2 separate regions of the Mus musculus genome follow, and region 2 is linked to region 1. A link is a contact called in public HiChIP or PLAC-seq data. All regions are on one chromosome and are shown on one strand. Each heading gives the region's core, a stretch centred on a gene start, on an enhancer-like site or on the middle of the called end of the contact. The rest is flanking DNA. Distances are from core to core; before and after follow the strand shown. Region 1 overlaps Gm41577 (a long non-coding RNA gene). Region 2 holds the start of Mucl3 (mucin like 3).

Evidence for each region. HiChIP or PLAC-seq counts read pairs in DNA pulled down with a chosen protein or histone mark.
Region 2: an HNF4G HiChIP or PLAC-seq map of pancreatic cancer cells shows a contact between it and region 1. The contact joins the promoter of Mucl3 here to the enhancer-like site in region 1. A contact is called at or near these places in 16 of 39 promoter capture datasets (the 3T3-L1 cell line, 3T3-L1-derived adipocytes, the C10 cell line and 10 more), 2 of 15 datasets of contacts at CTCF or cohesin (both in embryonic stem cells), 93 of 484 Hi-C or Micro-C datasets (the AML12 cell line, B cells, the C2C12 cell line and 42 more), 15 of 115 datasets of contacts at active chromatin or transcription factors (CD8 T cells, the NIH/3T3 cell line, a colorectal cancer cell line and 7 more) and 5 of 9 other capture datasets (adipose tissue, embryonic stem cells, liver and 2 more).

Annotation. Positions count from the first base shown.
Region 1 is chr17:35,594,532-35,600,956 of GRCm38.p6, forward strand. It overlaps Gm41577 (a long non-coding RNA gene), which reads left to right. Exons shown (of 3, transcript XR_876776.1): 3 at 934-1,043. Among named protein-coding and RNA genes, the nearest start is that of Gm41577, 9.2 kb to the left of the region's middle. Within about 2 kb of position 3,055, at least 12 of the 459 cell types and tissues checked have an H3K27ac peak or open chromatin away from gene starts, as enhancers often do. A contact at or near this core is called in the HL-1 cell line and pancreatic cancer cells, where this site is marked.
Region 2 is chr17:35,641,205-35,647,629 of GRCm38.p6, forward strand. It overlaps Mucl3 (mucin like 3), which reads right to left and starts at 2,491. Exons shown (of 3, transcript NM_001033366.3): 1 at 2,383-2,491. The coding sequence starts at 2,464.

The DNA of each region.
Region 1 (6,425 bases), core at 1,805-4,304:
GAACCCGGATCCTCTGCAAGAGACTTCAGTCCTGGATTCACAGAGGTGAAGGTGTTCTTGTAGTCAGAGGTCGTCCCTAACTTATGCTTCCTCCTCTTGTGGGATGGCTCAGATTAGACCCATCTCCTGAAATCAGGGCCGCTCTTTGTTGTAGAGCAACGTCCCCAGAACAAACCAGCAACCATCTTCAACCAATCAACACACCCTACTGGTGGGTCTCTGTGAGTTCGAGGCCAGCCTGGTTTACAGAGCTAGTTCTAAGCACAGCCAGGGCTGCACAGAGAAACCCTGTCTCAAAAAACAAAATAAAAATTTAACGTTTTGGGATATAGGGGTGTAGTTGTACCTCTTATTTTCCATACCGTGCACCTTTGTTTTGTGTTGTCTATGAAAGATGAGGAGGGCCTGGTGTTTGGGAGCCATCCATGCCCTGCATTAGTTCTGGTTTGGAGGCTGAGGAGCTGGAGAAAGTGACCATCCCGCACTGGGAGGGTCAGCACCTCAGGATCCAGGAGGAGACATCACACATCCTTGAGGAAGTTTCTAGGTTTGGTTAAAATAGAAGTGGAAAGACCCACCTTAAATGCGGGTGGTATGATCCCGAGAGCAGAGATCCTGAAGTGAATAAAGAAGGGAAATGGAGGGCTGGAGGGGCAGGCTCAGCGGTTATAAGCACTTGCTGCTCTTGTAGAGGACTTGGGTCTGTTCCTAGCACCCACATGGTGGCTCACGGTCATCCATAACTCCAGTTCCAGGAGATCTGATACCCTCTTCTAGACTCCGAGGGTACTAGGTAGACAGCACACGCGTGAACACACACACACACACACACACACACACAGAGAGAGAGAGAAAGAGAGAGAGAGAGAGAGAGAGAGAGCAAGCGAGAGTAACTGCATTCATCTTTTATTCATCTTTTCCCTCTGTTTCCAGATATTGGATACAATGCGACTACCGATCTCTTCAGGTTCCTGCTGCCAGCCTCCCCCACCGTGATGGACTATACCCTAGCATTCCAGTCAAAATAAAGCCAACTTGCCCAAGTTCTCTTTGTCAGGTGTTTTGTGGTAGCAGGAAGAAAGGTCACAAATGCACCCTCTACTAGAACTTTTGTGGGTGCTGGGGATTTCACCCAAGGCTTCCTTAGTGCCAAGTAGGAGCTCTACCACTGAGCTGTGCTCCCCGCCTCTGCCGGTAAGTGCTGCACATGACCAATGCATGAATCAAGTATCTGTGGCCACTTCCCTCCCGAATTCCTTCCGAATGTTTCAAGGTGTCACTACCTGAGCATTCTAACTGTGTGCTCATCACCCTCGGTTTTACTCACGTGTGTAAATGTTTCGGGGGCTGTGGCTTTGCCTCTCGGGGCAGAGGTCAGTGTATAATGGCCTCAGTCATCAATTAAAGAGGCTTTACCGACCCGAACAGGCTGGCTCGGCTCACAAGCTGCCACTTTTAAAAAATCGCAGTGAGCAGCTGCTTCTTAGGTCCAGACCACAAGATGAGCAGCCATTCCTCCTCGAGGAGCCCAGAACACGGCGAGGCTTGATCTTTGGAAGAGAGGCAGGAAAGGAAGACACCGTGTCAAGTCTTAGAGAAACACAGAGGCCTAGGTCATACTTTATTTTTTAAAAAATTATATATGTATATATGTGTGTGTGTGTAAATATAATATAAATTTAAATATAATATACATGTAAATATATAAATATATATTTATGCGCATTTGCCTGAGTGTATGTGTGTGTACCACATGTATACAAGCGCCCATAAACTCGATGAAGGTGTCAGAGCCCCTGAAGGTAGAGTTTCAAGTGGTTATGGGTGACATAGGTGCTGGGAACCAAACCCAGGTCCTCTGCAAAAGCAACAAATGCTCTCAAGTGCTGAGCCATCTCTCTCTCCTTTGTTTCTTGAGGCGGTGTCTCACATAGCCCAGGCTAGCCTCACACTCTCCTTGTAGCTGAGAATGACCGTGAACTTCTGACCCTCCTGCTTCTACCTTCTAGATGGTGAGATCACAGTACCCATCACCGTCCCTACTTTATACAGTGCTGGTGACCAAACTCAGGGCTTCTTGTATGTGACGTAAGCTCTCGACTGAATTACATCTTCCTAACTCTGTAGTTTATACTTGCCTCAGACTCACAATCCTCCTGCCTCAGCCCTGAAGTGCTAGGATTACTGTGTTCAGCACACCTAACTTGTGTTTGTATTTTTTAAAAAAGATTTATTTATCTTATTTTCTGTGTGTGAATACACTATAACTGTCTTCAGACACACAAGAAAAGGGTATCGGGTCCCATTACAGATGGTTGTGAGCCATTACAATGTGGTTGCTGGGATTTGAACTCAGGACCTCTGCAAGAGCAGTCAGTGCTCCCAACACTGAGCCATCTCTTCAGCCCTTTTGTTTGTATTTTTGTGTTTTCTTTCTGACTGCCACTTCCCCTTTTCTGTGCTCTCTCCCCTTCCCCCTTTGCCCTTTCTGCCTTCTCTTCAGCCTCTCAACATTCCTTCTCCTTCCCCTTCATCTTTCCTACAGTTTCTTCTTTCTTTTCTTTCTGTCTCTCCCTGTGTCTCAGCAAAGTTCTCTCTCACACCCCAAACCCACTCCTGCCTCCTTTCTACCCCAGTTCCCAATACTCCCTCAAATGCATCCTGTGGTGGTTTGAGTAGGAAAGTCCCTCATAGGCTCTGGTATTGAACACTTTGTCTCCAGTTGGGGTCGCTGTTGGGTAGGTTTAGGAGACTGACACTGGCAGAGGAAGTGTCCCTGTGGGTGGGCTTTGTTTATGACTTTACCCTCCTAGTTTGCTCCATCTGCTCTGTGGTTTTGGTTGAGGCTCTGAGCTCTCACATAAGACCAGCACACGATCAAGATAGTAGACACCCCAGCATGAATGGGGAGAGACTCGGGAGATCTCACCCCAAACTCACTCCATCTGAGGAGCTATTGTCAGCTGCTGGCTGCTGGTGCAGGTAGATGGTTCTCCTCTGGGGGTGTGGCCAATGGTAGATCATCCATGTTCCTTTAGGCAGCTCCTGCTTACTCAGTGAGTCACTGGAAAAATAAAGAAAATGTGAAAATATGAACGGGGTGTGCTGGGGTGTGCTGGGTGGACTGGGGTGTGTGTGGGTGAAGGTGAGGGGTTGTTTTGGGGTGTGAGGCATTGTGAGAGGGATATGTTGGCACAGAGGAGCTGAAAGTGGGTATGGTCAAGGTCCAGTATATACATGTATGTAATTATTAAAGAATAAATGAAAGCTCTGGCCAGAGATGTCCTGAAATCCTCATTTTTCTTGCTTCCTTCCCATTCACGCTGGGGATCCCCTGGCTGTGTGTGTGTTTGTTTGCTGGGGCTTGGTGGAGCTTTCTGGCCTGATTCTGTCCTCCATTTTCCCCTTGTTCAGTGGTCAACCTGCTCTTGGTTTTTGCTTTTGTTTGTGTTTTGTTCCGTACTCCTTATACTGCCCTGCTGGCTGGCTTCCTGTTATGGCAGGCCTAACTCCTGACTCCTCTGTGTGGCATCCTTAGCGCTGTGTTAACCCCACCGTTTTTCCTGTGCTACGCTTTCTAGCTCCACAATCTTTCTGACCCTCGTTGGCCGCGCCCTGGCTTGTAGTTGCAGCCTGTATTCTTGGATTCTTGTTTCTTTCCCCAAATTCTTCATGGTCCACCTGTCTCCTGCCTGTGAGCAGCCCCACCTCTGAGCCAAGTTTCTAGCCTCCCTCTGGGGCAGGACAATTGAAAAGCCTTGGGCACAGCCTGCCACTCATCTGTCTATAAACCTGTCTCTTTGCCCACACGGTGACCTGCAGGTCATCCCTGGAGCCTTCCCCGCCCTGTGTGTCCCGTCTCCCCATCTTCTTGGGACCTTCTCAGGCTCCAAGCAGGCTCTTTGTACATTTAATGCAAGGATGAAGGAAGGATGGAGGTCTTAAAATAAAGGTATGGCTGAAGAGGAGAGAGCTCTGTGACGAATCAGGTAGCTGAGCAATGAATCACTGCTTCAGGATATCATTTTATAAAACCCTTTACATTGTTCTTATTTTAACGCGGTAAAATTTACAACACTGTAATGTACAGATCTTTTTTTCCCCCCCTGTGGTTTTTCGAGACAGGGTTTCTCTGTGTAGCCCTGGCTGTCCTGCTGGAACTCACTTTGTAGACCAGGCTGGCCTCGAACTCAGAAATCTGCCTGCCTCTGCCTCCCGAGTGCTGGGATTATAGGCATGTGCCACCATGCCCGGATGTTGTTTTCTTCTTCTTCTTCTTCTTCTTCTTCTTCTTCTTCTTCTTCTTCTTCTTCTTCTTCTTCTTCTTCTTCTTCTTGTACAGATCTTAAATATTCATAAATCTTATGGTTTTTAAACATTGAATTTATTTTTATTTATTTATTTTTATTTTGTTTTTTTTAAAGATTTGTTTATTTATTTTATGCATATGAGTACACCATTGCTCTCTTCAGACACACCAGAAGAGGGCATCGGATCCCATTACAGATGGTCGTGAGCCACCATGTGGTTGCTGGGAATTGAACTTAGAACCTCTGGAAGAGCAGTCAGTGCTCTTAACCGCTGAGCCATCTCTCCAGTCCCTATTTTTATTTTATGTGTATGGACATTTTACACGTATGTGAGGGCCCCATGTGCACGTGTTGCTTGCAGGTCAGGAGAGGGCATCAGAGTGCCTGGGACTGGAATTACAGATGGTTATGAGCAGCTATGCATTGCTGGGAGCCAAACCAGGGTCCTCAGAAAGAGCAACATTCTTAACCACGGATCTGTCTCTTTAGCCCAATCTTGACACATTTTTAGCTGTGCCAGTAAGAGCACAGCCAACATATCAACTGTTTCCGGTACCAAGGAAGCTTCCTTTTCTACAACTCCATTCTCAGGAGACCCAGTCACCGTAAGTCAGTCTTACCTGTGTTGTCTTTTTGCTTTTCTGTGTGTATTCGTTTGTTTATTTTTGAGGCAGAGTCTCTCTCTGTAGTACTGGCAGTCCTGGAACTCACAGAGACCCACCTGCCTCTACCTCTGGAGTGTTGGGATTAAAGTTATGCGCTACCATGGCCAGGTTCATTTCATTTTCTTTTTTTCTTCCTTCTTCCTGGCCTCCTTCCTCCCTTGAGTACTAGAGATTAAATATACGTGCTAGACAGCCTGTATATATTACTAAGCCATACTCCTAGCTCTTTAAAAGATACTTGTGTGCGCATGCATACAGGTGTTCATGTGTGCGAGCAAATGTGGGAATGGAGCACGTGTGTATATGTGTGTGAGAGCACATGTGTATGTGTGTGTGTATATATATGAGTGAAAACGTGTGTGAGCACGTGTGTGTAGTACCTGTGTGTAAATATATATATATATATGTGTGTGTGTGTGTGTGTATGTGTGTATATATATGTATATGTGTGTGTGTGTGTAAGCACATGTGAGTGTGAGCAAACGTGTGTGGTACATATGAATATATATGTATGTGTGTGTATAAGCACATGTGTATGAGCATGTGTGTAGCACATGTATGTGTGTGTGAGCATGTGTGTGGACATATGTACATGGAGCATGTGTATGTGTGTGAACACATATGTGTGAGCATGTGTGTATGTGTGTATGTATGTATGTGTAGGCACATGTGTGTATGTGTGTGTGTGTGAGCCAGAGGTGACATCTAGCATCTTCCTGTATTGGTTTCACTTAACTTATTTATTTTATTTTATTTTTTTATGTGAACTGGTGTTTTACCTGCATGTATATCTGTGTGAGGGTGTTGGATCATGGAATTGGAGTTACAGATAGCTTTGAGCTGCCATGTGGGTGCTGGAAATTGAACCTGGGTCCTTTGGAAGAGCAGCCAGTGCTCTTAACCACTGATCTATCTCTCCAGCCCCTCCTCCTTACTTTTGAGACATGGTCTCTCATTTATCTTTGAGCTTGCTGATTGGCTGTCTGGCTAGCCAGCAAGCCCAGGGATCCACCTCTCCAACTCCCCAGGAAAGATGCACTCGATGCCCAGCCTTTTAAATTTTTATTTTTTTTTTTAGTGTGGGAGTTTTAGACGCAGGTCCTCATGCTCGTACAACAAGCACTTTACTCCATAGCCATCACCCCAGACACTAAATTTATTTTTTGTTTTGAGACAAGGCTCAGCAAATTGCTGATACTGGTCTTAAATCTTCCTGCCTCAGCCTCTCGGTAGCCCGGATCAAAGGTCTTCATGACCAATCCCAGCTTCCGTTCTTGAATTTTATGAGAGCCCTATTTTCTACTGACAATGCTGTTCACATTACACGGCTCCTATTCTGTCGATATCACTGTGAACTGTGCACAGAGAAACAACTCAGGTCCTGAGATTCTGGTCAAGCCCCAGGCTGAGAGAACCTAGGGGCAGAGGAGACTTGGCAGCTTTGTGGGCA
Region 2 (6,425 bases), core at 1,241-3,740, 46 kb after region 1:
AGTCTTTTAAAAGAGAGAGAGAGAGAGAAAGAGAGAGAGAGAGAGAGAGAGAGAGAAGAAAAAAGACTTTAGAATGCACACTGCCTTCCACTATGTACATTAAGGAAAAAAGGAAAAGAGAAAAAACAACAAATTTACTTGTGACTCCCAAAGGTTGAAAGACCCAGGAGTGACATCTCCTGTGTTAACGAGTGATGTCGCAAGGTACACGATTTAATCTGTGTATATGATTTAATCTGTGTGCACGATTTAATCTGTGTGCACGATTTAATGCTGTGTGCAGGATTTAATGCTGTGTGCAGGCTCTGGACCTCTGCACCAACCTGCCTCTGGGGGCAAACAGGTATCATGGACAGACGCTGAGCCACACCAGAACAGTGTTCCAGGGGCTTCACCCACCCTGGGTGACCTCTTCTCTCCCTCCCTTGACTTCTTTCTCTGCTAAACCCAGACATATGCCCAGCCCTGGCTCACAGCCCATACTTTGTCCTCATTACATGTTACCAACTCGCTCAGATGTACCTGTGAACCCCGAATCTTCTCCCTGCATTCTGCCCCTCTCCTACTCCCACCCCCACCCCCCTCCCCGCTGCCATGCTCCAAGAGCCCTCCCTGACCACGCCCCTTACTCCTGCCGAATCCTGCCTTCTGTCCTGATGAAAATCTCCAGGTGACTATAGCGAGCTTTCTCCTGTGTTCTAATGCACGAGCTTTCTCCTCTGCGACCCTACAGATCTGTTCTGCTTGTGCAGCAGCTTGGCACCAGGTAGACCTCCGCTGACGCGGGGAAAGAGGAGCAGGTAAGTTCAGAGACAGGGAAGCTGAGACTTCAGGGAGCTTCAGCTCCCTGGGTAGGAGGAGCATGGATTTCAGGTCGGGATACCAACAGAGTCCTCTGTAAAATAAAGGCTGTCAGAGGCACTGAAAGAGTCTCAGCTGGGCGTGGTGGCGCACGCCTTTAATCCCAGCACTTGGGAGGCAGAGGCAGGAGGATTTCTGAGTTCGAGGCCAGCCTGGTCTACAAAGTGAGTTCCAGGACAGCCAGGGCTACACAGAGAAACCCTGTCTCGAAAAACAAAACAACAACAACAAAAGAGTCTCAACCCCTGCCCCTGCCATTCCATGGGACCCCAGCGAGATCCTGAGCTCGGGGTAGGAGCCTCCACCTAGTTTTACCCCTAGCTGAGCCTTCTTGGAAGAATATGCTGCTTGTTATGCCCCAAGAGCTTCCAGAATTAACCCCCTCCCCTCCTGCCCCATCTCTAACATCTTAGAGATGTGGGAACTCTGCTTTTCTGTCTATACAATGGAGACCCTCCTGTAGAGGCCTCAGCCCCCTCACAGTTCCCCTACATTTGCCATCTCTGCTCCCTGGCACTGTCTCAGCACTGTCTGTTAATGAAGTGAACCAACTTAGCAATGCCACCTTCTACCCTAGCATCATCTGCCATATTAAACTTTCCTTCCTTCCTTCCTTCCTTCCTTCCTTCCTTCCTTCCTTCCTTCCTTCCTTTCCTTCCTTCCTTCCTTCTTTTTCTTTTCTTTCTTCCTTCCTTTCTTTCTATTTTTTTCTTTTTGTTGTTGTTGTTTCTTGAGACAGGGTTTCTTTGTGTAGCCCTGGCTGTCCTGGAACTCACTCTGTAGACCAGGCTGGCCTCAAACTTAGAAATCTACCTGCCTCTGCCTCCCAAGGGCTGGGATTAAAGGTGTGTGCCACCACTGCCCAGCAAACTTTTCTTATCAAACCTATCAGATGGGGACAGCACCTTGTTGAGCTGCCACAAGGGTAAAACCCCCAGAACCATGTTTGATGCTGAGCGGGTTGTACCCTAGTTACTGGCACTGACGGGCAGCATCCTTCCTGCCTTAACATTGGCGAGTGAGTCAAATGGAGGAGACAGGTCTGCAAAGAGCCTTCTGAAGCCCTCCCGTGCCCTTGTCCCACAGAACTTGCCCCTTTCAGCTGTGTGACTTCAGGTATGCTCTCTTTACCTCTCCAAATATACCTCTTCCACTGGAAGATAGATACCCTTGACCTTCAGTGGGATATTAAGGAGATGATGGGAGCTAAGAACCATGAGAATCAATGAGCTCCTGACGTAGTAAATGCCCAGTGTGTGCTAGCTCCTTCTCCTGCTCCCTAGAGCTAAGCCCACACACTATATGCAAGCTTGAAGCTCTGGGCAGGTATAGCCCCTCAGACCACGTCTCAAAAGAAACAGCAGGATGGAGATTCCTCTCCTGTATGACCTGCATACACAGGGCAACTCTTCATGGCTACCCATACCTCTTGCCTCATTCATTTCTGTGAGTGGTCATCCAGACCAATCAATACTGAGATTGCAAGCCCTCCCCCTCAATAACGGTGACCCCTTTACCTACCTGCCTCCCAAGAAGCCGGAAAGAAGAGGAGGCAGATGAAGAAGCCAAAAGTAGAATAGAGGCCACTGGTCGGCTGAGCCATGTCAGAGCTGGGAGGCTGCTCAGGGACTATGGACCAGGGACCCTTCATCTTATAAGGGGTCAGATTTGACGTCACAGGGGCTGGGGCTACTCTGAACTAAGCCTTAAGCAAATGGACCTGCCCCACCCCACAGGGGCGCCCTGATAATGGGAGACCGCAGCTATGTCATGGAGCTAGGTACCTGGGTTCCACCAAAGGGGTGGGATCTGGGGACACGAGAAGGATCTGGGTGGAGTACCTGGCCAGCCTCCTGATCCAGCCCCTACAGAAGAAAGGGCTAGTACTGGGTAGCCTGCAGGTTCTGAGCCACTGTCCATGCTCTTGAAGGATTGGACAGAGCGCTGGACCGGTCCGGGCTCTGGGAGGAGGTGCACACTCACCCTCCTGTGTCTCTGGCGTCAGCCAGCTCCACGCCCCTTACTCACACATGGTCACGCTTTCTGCCCTGGGTGGAGCTGTCCCTAGGAACAGGTGAAAGGGCAGGGACTGAGGCAGCCCTCACGTGGCCCGCCAAGTGCTTTCAGATGTGTAAGATGGTAGGACAGGCTGTGGGGGGAAGCTGAGGCAGTGACAGGGACAAGACAGGCAGGGAACCCTGGGACTTACACCACATGTCCAGCCTATTGGACATTTGTCCCTTCTCTCCTTTCCTGTACCATCCCAGTATAGCAGCTGCCTCCGTCTCAAAGCTGCATTTACCCCTGCTCAGAATGCAGACTCCTACAGAATGTGGATACCTATAGGATGTGGACTCACTTCTATAGAATGTGGACTCCTATAGGATGTGCACCTCCTATAGAATGTGGATCCTCTTATAGAATGTGGAATCCTTTAAAATGTGGACCCCTACAGAATATAGACCTTCTATAGACTATGGACCCCTATAGAATGTGGAGCTCTTATAGAATGTAGACCCCCATAGAATATGGAGCTCCTGTAGAATATGGAGTTCCTATAGAATGTGAGCCTCCTATAGAATGTGGAGCTCCTATAGAATGTGAAGTTTCTATAGAATGTAGACCTCTTATAGAGTATGGACCCCTATAGAATGCAAACTCCTATAGAATCTAGCCTCCTATAGAATGTAGAGCTCCCATAGAATGTGGAGCCCTATAGAATGTGGACCTCCTATGTCTAGAAGCTCTGCCTTCCCATTTTCATTGAAAGGTCTCAGCTGTGGGACTCAGGGGGAATTACCTCCATATCTGCTTTGAACCCACACTTGAGAGTTCATCCACTTGGACACCAGTCCCACTGGAGATCTTGGAGAGAGAGAGAAGCCCCCTCCCCTCCCTAAAACTGGTTCCCTGGAAGGCCTCCTACACTGTGAACACCCCCTATAGAATACAGGCTTCCTATAGAATGTGGACCCCTATAGGATGTGGGTCTCCTATAGAATCTGGCCTCCTATAGAATGCAGACCCTTATACAATATTTTTTGTCCCCCTCACATCCATAGCCCCAGTATCTAGGTCAGTGCCCAACATACAGGTGAGTCACCTGGGTGGGCTGGAAGTAGGGCTGCTGTTTCCTGAGGGAAATGGGTAGCAGAGAGAGTGAGGAGATCCTCGGGGAATGCAGGATCTATGGCAACAGGGACACACAGGACTCCCAGTCTGTTGTGACAAGTGCCTACACCCTTAGGCAGGGCTGGATCAGGAAAGAAGGGGAAAGGAGACCAACTGCCTATTAGCTCAGTTAATGGGAGATTAATGAGCCTCCATAGTTGGGTGGAAGACTGATGGCTCAGAACTGGCAGCCTGTAGAATAGACAGGGCAGCCTGCAGGATGAAGAAACTGAGGCAGGCTCTATCTGGGCTTGGGAGTAACTGACACCCTTTTAAATTTATTTATTTATTTATTTATTTATTTACTTACTTACTTACTTAATGTATGTGAGTACACTGTCACTCTCTTCAGACACACCAGAAGAGGTCATCAGATCCCATTACAGATGGTTGTGAGCCTCCTTGTGGTTGCTGGGAATTGAACCCAGGATCTCTGGAAGAGCAGCCTTAACCTCTGAGCCATCTTTCCAGCCCGACAACTTACTTTTCTGCTACTTTCTTTTCTACTTGTCACCTTTCCTCTAGGGTCCCTAGTCTCAAAGGCACTGGTTCTCTGCAGAGAGGGGCAATTTTGCCTCCCTGCAGGGAGATATGGCAAATCCAGGAGCTAGTCCTGCCCCAGAGGCAATGTGTGCCACAGGAAGAGCCTGGAGACACACTGGCTCTCTGTAGAGCTTGGAACACCTTCTGAGTTGAAGAACCATCAGCCTGATATGTCAGTAGTGCCGAGCGAGGGTAAGGTTTTCTTGGAATAAGCTTCCAGCTTTTCAGGACACTCACAGAAGACGCCAGTGTCTAGACAGGAGGAACCTGGGGCAGGTGGAGGCTGGTAGCCTCTCTGTTCTGAGGTTTTTGTTGGTTTGTTTGTGTTTGTTTTCTATGTGTATGGTTTCTTTGACTGCATGTGTGTCTGTGTACTACCTTTGTGCAGTCCCAACAAAGGCCAGAATAGAGAGTTTGAGCCTGAAACTGGAGTTACAGATATTTGTGAGTCATCATGTGGGTGCTGGGAACTAAACCCAGGTCCTCTTGAAGAGAGGCTAGCATTCTGAACCTCTCCAGCCCTGTCCTTTATTTATTTATTTTTTTAATGTTTTGTTGTGTTTTACTTGGCTAGATTTTATCATCTGTGTATCTGTCCATCTCTGTCTCTCTCTCTGTCTCTCTCTCTCTCTTGCTCTGTGTGTGTGTGTGTTTTGAAACAAGGTGTCCTGTACTCCAAACTGAACTTGATTTTGCTATGTAGCTGAGGATGACCTTGAACTGTGACCTTTCCTTGTGCCCCTCCCATGTGCTGGAATAATGGGCATGTACCAACCACCATGCCTGGCCCAAGATGAAGACTTACGGTCACAAGAGGTGGCTTTCTCTGTGCTGGACGCAGAGGTTGCCAGTCACAGGGTCCTCCTGACTCCTGGTGGCTGAACCTATGTGTGTATTAAGACATCTCACCTGTGAGAACAGATAAGGTCAACAATCCCAGCTTGTTCTTTCCAGATGAGGGCAGGAGAGCCTGGCACCAGGGGCTTGCCCAAGCTACACCTGGTGAGGGGCAGAAACCAGACTTTGATCAGTGTCTGCTTAGCCATGAAGCCTACAATACCTGGAAGACCAGTGGAAGGGACTGCCCAGAGGGGCATCACAGGGCAGGTGGGGCATTATAGAACATCTTCGCCTTCCATGAAGGGAGGAAGTTGGGTGAGGGGCAATCCTGGGTGGTCAGCATGCAGCAAAGGAAAGAGGCTCCGTCAGCAAGGAAGTGTTGCAGGCTAAAGAGCTTGATTGATATTTAGGGAAGAAGGGACTTGAGGGTGAGGGATGAAGGTTCTAATGGAGCCCTCTATGACAGAATAGAGATGGTCCTGCCATCCCCAAAGAGTATCTTCTGGCCGTGGGTCATCACCCTGCTGTCCCAATGCCTCACGTTGGGAACCAAACCCAGGGCTTTGTACTTGCTAGGCAATACACCTACGGCTGAGCTAAGAACCAACTCCTTTGTGTTTGTTTTTCTGTCTCATATGGTTTGTTTGGTTTGTCTTCTACAGCTAGCTGGAGCTGGCTGGGAGAGAAAGAATGACTGTTGTTCCTTCCTCAGTTTGGCAACGATAGCCACTGTCACCTTGGATATCAGGTCTATAAGAGATATAGACCGATGGGGGGGGTGGAATTGGAGCCATCACCTGTGATGCCAGGCATGGCTGCAGCTGCTTCCGGGATAACTTGAAAGATGTTTGTTGGGTCAGCATCTCCCCACTTGCACCGTCATCACCGCCATGGCAACTGTCATGGCTACTGGTACCACCACAGCATCCACTGCCACTGGCATTTCTGCGTTTGTTGCTGCAGGTGAGAGAAAGGAGAGCTGGCTCTCAAGGATTGTGGGGATTTTTCCA